Linked DNA regions of Mus musculus: region 1 is linked to region 2. A link is a contact called in public Hi-C data. All regions are on one chromosome and are shown on one strand. Each heading gives the region's core, a stretch centred on a gene start, on an enhancer-like site or on the middle of the called end of the contact. The rest is flanking DNA. Distances are from core to core; before and after follow the strand shown.

Region 1 (4,058 bases), core at 300-2,799, 350 kb before region 2:
ATATGCATCTTGCTTTTGTATGAAACCTTAAGTCTGTAAAGCTCAGCAGGAGAACCACAAAGGGTTCTTAACGAAGGAAGATGATGTTTTAGGTGTGCCATGTGCTTTCAGAGTGTGTGTCCTTCAAGCCCTGAAACTTGAACTCAACCTCAGCAGCAATCTTGATGCAACCAGTCCAGTCCAACAGCGCATCCGTCCCTTCCACTACATTCTCTCTGAGAAAACAGAAATGTGAAGTGCCCAGCCTCTGCTGCCTCTGGCAAGAATCAATCAAATGTTTACAAATCAAATCTGAACTATTGGTTCTAAATTGCCTCGGAGCATCGTTGTGAAGGAACCACTGACCGTTCTCAGCTGAGCTGGAGACTGCAGCTCTTCGCAGCATTTGCCTTTTCTTCTTCGGATGTCAATGTCATCATCGCCTCCCACCTGCTGCTCTGCTCTGTGCCTGGAGACTGAGCATTTATTTACCACAGACGCCACACGAAGCTTTTCACTCCAGCGTGGTTGGCAATGCAGATTCCTTTTTTAACTGTTAGTTTTTAACATGGGGTGGGAGGGAAGGAACACCACTGTCCTAGCTGTGTTCTGACTCTGCAGTGAAGACACTGCATGTTGTTTTCACTACTGTACACTTGACCTACACATGCAAGCAAAAGGTGGAATGTTTAACATACCATAATCAGCTCAGGGGATTTGCCAATCTGAAATAAAGTGGGCTAGGGAAGTGTGTCCTTCAAATCAAGGGTACTAAAGTCCCTTTCGCTGCAGTGTGTGAGAGGTATGTTGTGTATGGCTGTATGGATGTGTGTTTGCGTGCATGTTTGTGCATGTATGGCTGTGCATGTTCTGTCCATCCATGTGGGAAAGGATTAGAAGTGTAAGTTCTTATTTATTGTTCTAGAATGTGACATAGTGAGCAGCCACACTTGGGGGAGGGGAAGGTAGGTGAAGCTGTAAGATTGCTCCAGATGCCTTAAACTATGCACAAAGCTAAGTGACCAAACTTCTCATTTTGATTTGAAAAGTGCATTGTTTTCTTGTCCCCCCTCCCCCACTTTGATGAAACATTACCCTTTGGCGGACCTTTTGATGTGAGTAGATGTTTTCTAGGATAAAATTTAAGGACTAATTTTAGACTTAAAACATTCCACTTTTGTAAGTTGTTTTCAGTGGTCTTATGTAGAGCAAGCACAACTGTAACCTAGTTTAAGAGAAACGGTGCTTTCTTTTAGTTACCTTCTATTTCCCTTGTTACTGTTTAAGACTGTTCATTATGTTTACAGTTTGTTGCAACAGCCATCTTGGGAGAGAACTTGAGTGTAAAGCCATGTGTGAAGGCTTGGGCACACTCGTTTAAACACGTGCCTGTTGCTTCACCTTCTGATTGACAAATAAAACCGGTCTTTGCTCATTGGTTAATCTTTGCACTCTACCTTACCACTCAGTCCTTTGGAAGTGACATGCTGGATTCTTAGGTGATCAGTTAGCTGCTGCCTCTCCCGTTCAGTCCTGGGTATTTTGAAGTCTAAGTTGTATGCAGACTTTGTCTTCCTGGAGTGTATGAGCCTCACTCTGCACCGTACAAGTGTGGCAAGGTCTGGTTCCGTTTGGTCATTCTTGTATAGCATTTGTTGGAAATTGCCTAAGAAATCACACCCTTGAAAGGGATAAAAATAGCAGTTGTGTTTGTATTCCTGGCCTTTTACAGCAGTAAGTAATAACCACTTAATTCTTTCTTTCAGATAGCCTGGTAACAATGTAGACAGACTGGCCTCAACTCAGATACCTCCCTGCTTCTGGGTCCTACTATTAAAGGTGTATGCCACCATCCACAGTGCCAATAGAGTGGCCTTACTGCCCTCCCAGGCCTAACTCATGAGAAGGGATACCGTTCACGTTTTAGATCAGACGTATCTGCTCCTACTTCCTAGAAGAAAGTACAAGTGTTAGTGAACCCACTCAAATGTTTGCCCAGTTTTCTAGAAAAGCTGAAACTTTAGTAATTCTAATATATCCAAAATATTTTCTTTTAGTATAATTAAAGTGGGTTGCTAAGTCTCTGAAATCCAGTGTGTGTTTTAAACTTACAGTACATCTCAATTTATACTAGCCTCATTTCAAGTGGTCACCCATGCCCACATTCGGCTCTCCTATTAGCATGGGTACAGGATAATAGTCATTACCCAAAGACAGCCACTGGCCCCTCCTAAAGTGACAGCATATTTGACCGTCCGGGGTCTGAGGAAGTCTCCTGCAAGCTAACATTACCTTAAACAAGTTCACACAGTATCTGATAACTGCAAAGAAAAGTCTTGGTATTTTAATTTGCAATGAAAAACATAACTACCAATCTTTCTCCCTTTAGGTAAATCTTCAGAAGCCAAATTAGGATCAGCTGGTTTCCTCAGCAAGAATTCTGAGCAAGGGACACAAAGTTTCCTAAAGCATCCATCTCCCTGTGGAGATAGCTGCTACTATCATATCTGTGAACTGGGTTCCTCCTCCCCTGGATGCTAGAGGTTCTCTGCCGCTAGCGGCTTCTATACATTGGCTTGATTGGCAGCTCCATTGTGTTCAAGTTTAATAGCAGGAAGGTTTAGCTTTCCTGACTCAGCTTCTCAAAGGGTCACCTTAGTGGTGCTTGCAAACCCATCACATTTGTTTTCTGCAGCTGTGGGAATTACCTGCCTCAACCTATTTTCCTTGATCAGCTGGGTTTTCTACAAGAATTTAAGGAACCATTTAGGTCACTTTTTAAAAAGCAAATTCATTAAAAAAAAAAAAAAAAGCAAATTCAGAGTAGCACAAAATTCATGGTATTTCATGATATATTGGACACTTCAAAGAATTTTTGAGTATGTAGCAGCCATTTGGGAATCTGGGCCCACTGCTGAAGGGGCGCTGGGGTAGGTTAGGGAGTCTCTGCTCTAGAGGTGAGAAAAAATTTTAACAAGTCTTGTCCTAACATGGTCATCAACACTGTACTCTAAACATATTAGTTTGTAATGAATCTCCGTATTAAAAGAAAAAAGCAAAATTTACATTTTTTTTGTCCTTTGCAAACTTGGAAAAAAATATCCTGTACCTGAGATATAGGTTAGAGGTGCACTAATCCCTTCACAGCTCTGAAAATGAATGCCTTTTCTAAATTTAGTTAGTTAGTTAGTTTTTTGTTTTTGTTTTGTTTTTTCAAGACAGGGTTTCTCTGTGTGTCCCTGGCTGTCCTGGAACTCTGTAGACCAGGCTGGCCTCGAACTCAGAAATACACCTGCCTCTGCCTCCCAAGTGCTGGGATAAAAGGTGTGCGCCACCGCTGCCGGACTCAAGCTTATGTCTTACGGTCAGTAACTTAAATGTGCAAACTAGTTGCCACACTTTTGCCATGTTTTTGAAGCATAACTTTGAAACTGCAGCCATTGTGTCCTAAGAACCTGCGTAGCATCGAGAGGACCCCCAAGGGTCTTCAGGAGAGAGAGCCACCACTGAGGAGCAGCATGGGGGTGAACTGACAGGAACATAAAAGGTCTCTCACATTCTTCAGTGTGCAGGGTAGTGGGCAGATGTAAATTGGGCTATCAGTAAACAAGTTACTGTGGAGTTCTATGTACCCTTTATCACGTTATTGCTAAGACATTTATTTACTGGAAGTAGTTCAGTAATGTAATGCTGAAGTTGTATAGTAAATGAATGCAGAACATGGAACTAGGTGTTCAATTTTTAGAGAGCATTAAAAGTTACAAGCCAGGGTCTCTGTTCAAATTGTCTTGGTAAAAGAAAAATGTGTACAAAGTGCTTGTAATTAGTTTTCAGAACTGACTAGGAGGGGTAATGCTGGGATATTGTTTGAGAGACTAGCTTAATAAGGAAACTTATACCATGTGTGTCTTTTGATGCTAAGTCACTTAGCATTCAAATTTGAATATACAGTTTCAAGTATTGAAAATGATACTTTGAGTAAAATACTAACTTTATCAATTACATTTTAAACTTTATGTCTAAGTTTTGTAAGTTATCTTGGAATCCATCTTTAGAACCTGGTAGGATGGAAAGGTAAA
Region 2 (3,909 bases), core at 460-2,959:
TGGCATTGCCAAGCAACTGCAGATTTTGAGAAGCTGGGTGAAGTGATGAAAACAATATTGAAGAAAAGGAATTCAACATTTGTGAGGGGAGAAAATAGGGAAACCAGCCAGAAGGCTTTTACAGTAATTGAGGCACATGTTAAATCCAGTGTATATGAACAGTGGCTATAGACAGGAGAAGAAGAGGAGCTCACTCGCTTCTTTGTTTATGATTTATTCTATTTCAAAAATGCTTTAAGGTACTTTGCAAGACTTCAAGCAACAGAACATACAAAAGAATGTCATAAGGAAAACATTTAAAAAGATTGTACTAGGATAATCAAATAGAACCAGGACTAATTCCTAATGTGCTTGGTATCCTACTCATATTCAAAGTAATCCAATAAAGGAACAAATGTGAGCACCGTAAGGACACAATCCTGCTCATTTGGCATAAAGAAGGGTGAGTCTAATGAATATACCTTTAGTCATTCCAAAGCTTGTAGTTCTTGATAAATATTTTATGGCAATATGTTCATGTTATAGGAATCCCATGCTGTAGTTACTGACTATAGAAGGAACCAGAAACACATACCTTATTAGGTTCAGCTGGTTAGGAGTGGGATAGATGACTAGATAGACCACCCCAACTCACACACTGTAGGGAAAGAGAATTTCATTTACAAAGAAACACACACACACACACACACACACACACACACACACACACAATTAGTTATAATGGACTCCAATTCCAGCTTTGTATAAGCTGAGATTAGGGAAATCTTAAAACAGGTCAGTGAGACAGCTCAGTGAGGAAAGGCACTTGCCACACAGCCTGATGACACGAGTTCAATACTCTGTACCTCAATGGAGGAAAGAGAGAACTGTTTTTGTGCAAGTTGTCCTCTGACCTTCACACATGTGCCACAACAATAGACACCTGTGTGCACACACATATATACACAATAAATGCAATGAAAATAAGCTTCAAGCAGGTGTAACTGACATTACAGATATAAATATATATAAATTGCATAATTTCAACATTATGTAGTTCTTACCTTAGTTATACTTTGTATAGCTTGTGACATGCATTTTTACAGATGAATTAATGTTCTGTATGGTGTGCGGCAGTGATTAACCTAATGGCACTAGACAGTGAATTAGTAGGATGGAGAATGATGGAAATGAGGATGTGACTGTACCCTTTCTTCAATGCCCAGTAAAATCAATACAAAGAGGGGTTTAGTTGGAAACAACAGAGTTCATGGTAAAGAGAGTTTGTTAAATGAAGCTTTGACTAGTGCTCTCAGTTATGACAAATGTATTAATAAACAAAATAAAATGTTTTATTTTTACACTAGGAGACTTAGACACGTGTTTCTACTCTGTTTCATTTTAAATGACAAGCTATAACTCTCTAAATTAACTTTATACCCAAGTGAGTTATGAACAGTATTTGGTAACATTATTCTAAAAGCTATCATTGCCCTGAAATGGGATGGCAAGCAGTGGTCATGGACATTATGCAGTCTGTCACAACAATAAAAACACTGTGTTCAGCTTGAGTCACACTAATTTCTCTACCATGTGTGAGCGCGTATTTCTGATGTAGGTCCCTAAATGCTGGAAAGTCCATTATTGTTTACTGTGAAAGTTATTACCCCAGTCAGAAAAAGCATGCCAGCACGATTTACCTTCACCCAGTTGCCCAGTCCCATGGAAGGCTCCACTAGAGTGTTGACATAGAGCTTCAGGCATGTATTGACACTGGAGCACTGCACCAGCCACCTTGTACCTTGAGAAAGGACCACATTGCAGAAATACCCCCACATATAAGTAGCTTGTCTTATGCATGCTCACTAGTTAGACAAGTGATAAGTACTCAATACATCCAGATAAATGAAGGTTTCTATGGACAGAATAGAGAAATAACTCAAGATGTTCAATGTGTGCAGTTTAAAAATGGTAGTAAAACATGACTGTAATAACAATTACCATTGTTCCCATTTTTAAGCCTACAGTTCCATCATATTGAGTGTTTCTACATTAGTTTGTGTCTGTCACATCCTTCTCCACAATGGGATTATTTTACCAAACCTATTGGATACCACATCTACATCCATTATTGCCAAACCTGCCTCCAATTCAGTCTCTATGAATTTAGCTTCTTTAGATACTACATGTAAGTTCATCATACAATGTTTGTTCTCTGAGCACTTGTTTTCTTAGTAACTGTTGTGTAACCCTGTGTGTGGAGCAGGAGAGCTGTGGACAAATACACATTGACTCCGAGCAAACAGTGGAAGCAGCCTTACTGAACCAGGGATCAGAAATCACTCTATTGGTAGTTTTCAAAAAGACTTTTTTCTTAGAAACAAATTTATTATTTGACTTACCAGTGGTTAAGACAGTGGCTTGTACATTCCCAGCAAGAATAAGGTACAGAGATCACACCATGTGCATTGACAAAAGATTTTCAGATTATATTTGTGTTTCAAGGAGATGGCGTCCTGATTACCTCTAGCACTGTGGTGTGAAGATTTTTATTGGGTCTAGAACCCAGATGATTTTTCGAAGATTCAAATAGCTAATCACAGTTGTCAATGGGGAGCTGATGAACTATGACCAGCACATTTTCTTTCTCCTGAACATGGGCATTACGGCATTCAGCTGATCTTAGCAAGTGCTTCTGGCAAAAGCTGTCAGTTATGGTAATAAACTGAATGGCTGGGAGCTGAGCGGATATAGATATGACCTCTGTTGTTCTAATTGTCATCATGGCTGTACACAACACCCAGAAGACAGAATGAGTGACTAACCTAAGGTGTAATTGTTTGTGATTGTAGTGTTGAGGGCACGTTGCTTTAGATTTCACACATTAGATTTAGTGGGGTCAGGGGAGAGAAGGAAATAAGATAAGAATATCTTATAATGGTGAATATAATGGTGAGATAAGAATATTGACACTTTATCCTTTCAGAACCCATGGAACATGACTTCCTAATAGAGCTTAGGTTAGGTTCCTTATCAAATCAAAGAGCAGAGACCCAGTCTTATTGCTTGGGTGCCTAATCCCAACCAAATGTGGCCATTCTTTAGGTAGAGCAAAATGTGGATTGCTTTAGAAAGTGAAGAGAAAGAAAGGCAGGCAGAGAATCATACAACACATAGAATAATAGGTTCAAAATAACCTCAGAGCAAATTCAGGTTGATGATTCCAGATGTGTGATCCTCACAGCATTGCTAGTTAAATGTGACGAGGATCCATTCTCGTAGTTACTTCTCTCTCTCTCTCTCTCTCTCTCTCTGTGTGTATTTTCTGTGTATTTTCTGTATTTTCTTTTTTCTTTTAGTATTCAGGATTGAACTCCTACATTCTAGGCACTTCACTAGCTAAATCTCAACCTCTTTCTTTAACTTCGTTTTGAGACAGAATTTCACTAAGTTGTGCAGATGAGTCGTGAACTCTAGCTCAGAAAGGCCTTGAGTTTTTCAATCTTCCACCTCAGGCTCCTGGGTAACTGGGATTACATGCCTGCCCCACCAGCCCCAGCTCATTCTCTTGCTTTCCTGTGTAATTTCTTTTCATAACTTCTCCTTTGTGCTCTAATCTCCTCTCCCTTATTTCCTGAGCTGATAACATTCTACTTTATACTTAGACAATACAAAATATCTAGAAGAAGCTGCTATACATTTCTGTTTCCACAACTATTGTGATGGTTTGAAGATGCTTGGCAGGGGGAGTGGCACTAGTATGTATGACCTTGGAGGAATAAGTGTGGCCTAGTTTGATAAAAAGAATAAGGGAGAGGTGACCCCAGGACAAGATCTGACCCAGGTAAGCTTATTATTTGTGCTTTTGGAGTTAAACAAGTGATAGTCATATCTAAGCATTATTATTACTTGGTTATTGTTTTCATTTGG

Evidence for each region. A called contact is a pair of places that touch in the nucleus more often than the background predicts.
Region 1: a Hi-C map of liver shows a contact between it and region 2, with 2.5 times the contacts expected there. The contact joins two enhancer-like sites. A contact is called at or near these places in 1 of 484 Hi-C or Micro-C datasets (liver) and 1 of 9 other capture datasets (pancreatic islet).

Annotation. Positions count from the first base shown.
Region 1 is chr3:19,223,397-19,227,454 of GRCm38.p6, reverse strand. Pde7a (phosphodiesterase 7A) reads left to right here. Exons shown (of 13, transcript NM_001122759.2): 13 at 1-4,058. Among named protein-coding and RNA genes, the nearest start is that of Mtfr1, 37 kb to the right of the region's middle. Within about 2 kb of position 1,549, at least 6 of the 459 cell types and tissues checked have an H3K27ac peak or open chromatin away from gene starts, as enhancers often do. A contact at or near this core is called in liver, where this site is marked.
Region 2 is chr3:18,875,596-18,879,504 of GRCm38.p6, reverse strand. No RefSeq gene overlaps it. Among named protein-coding and RNA genes, the nearest start is that of Gm30789, 230 kb to the right of the region's middle. Within about 2 kb of position 1,709, at least 3 of the 459 cell types and tissues checked have an H3K27ac peak or open chromatin away from gene starts, as enhancers often do. A contact at or near this core is called in liver, where this site is marked.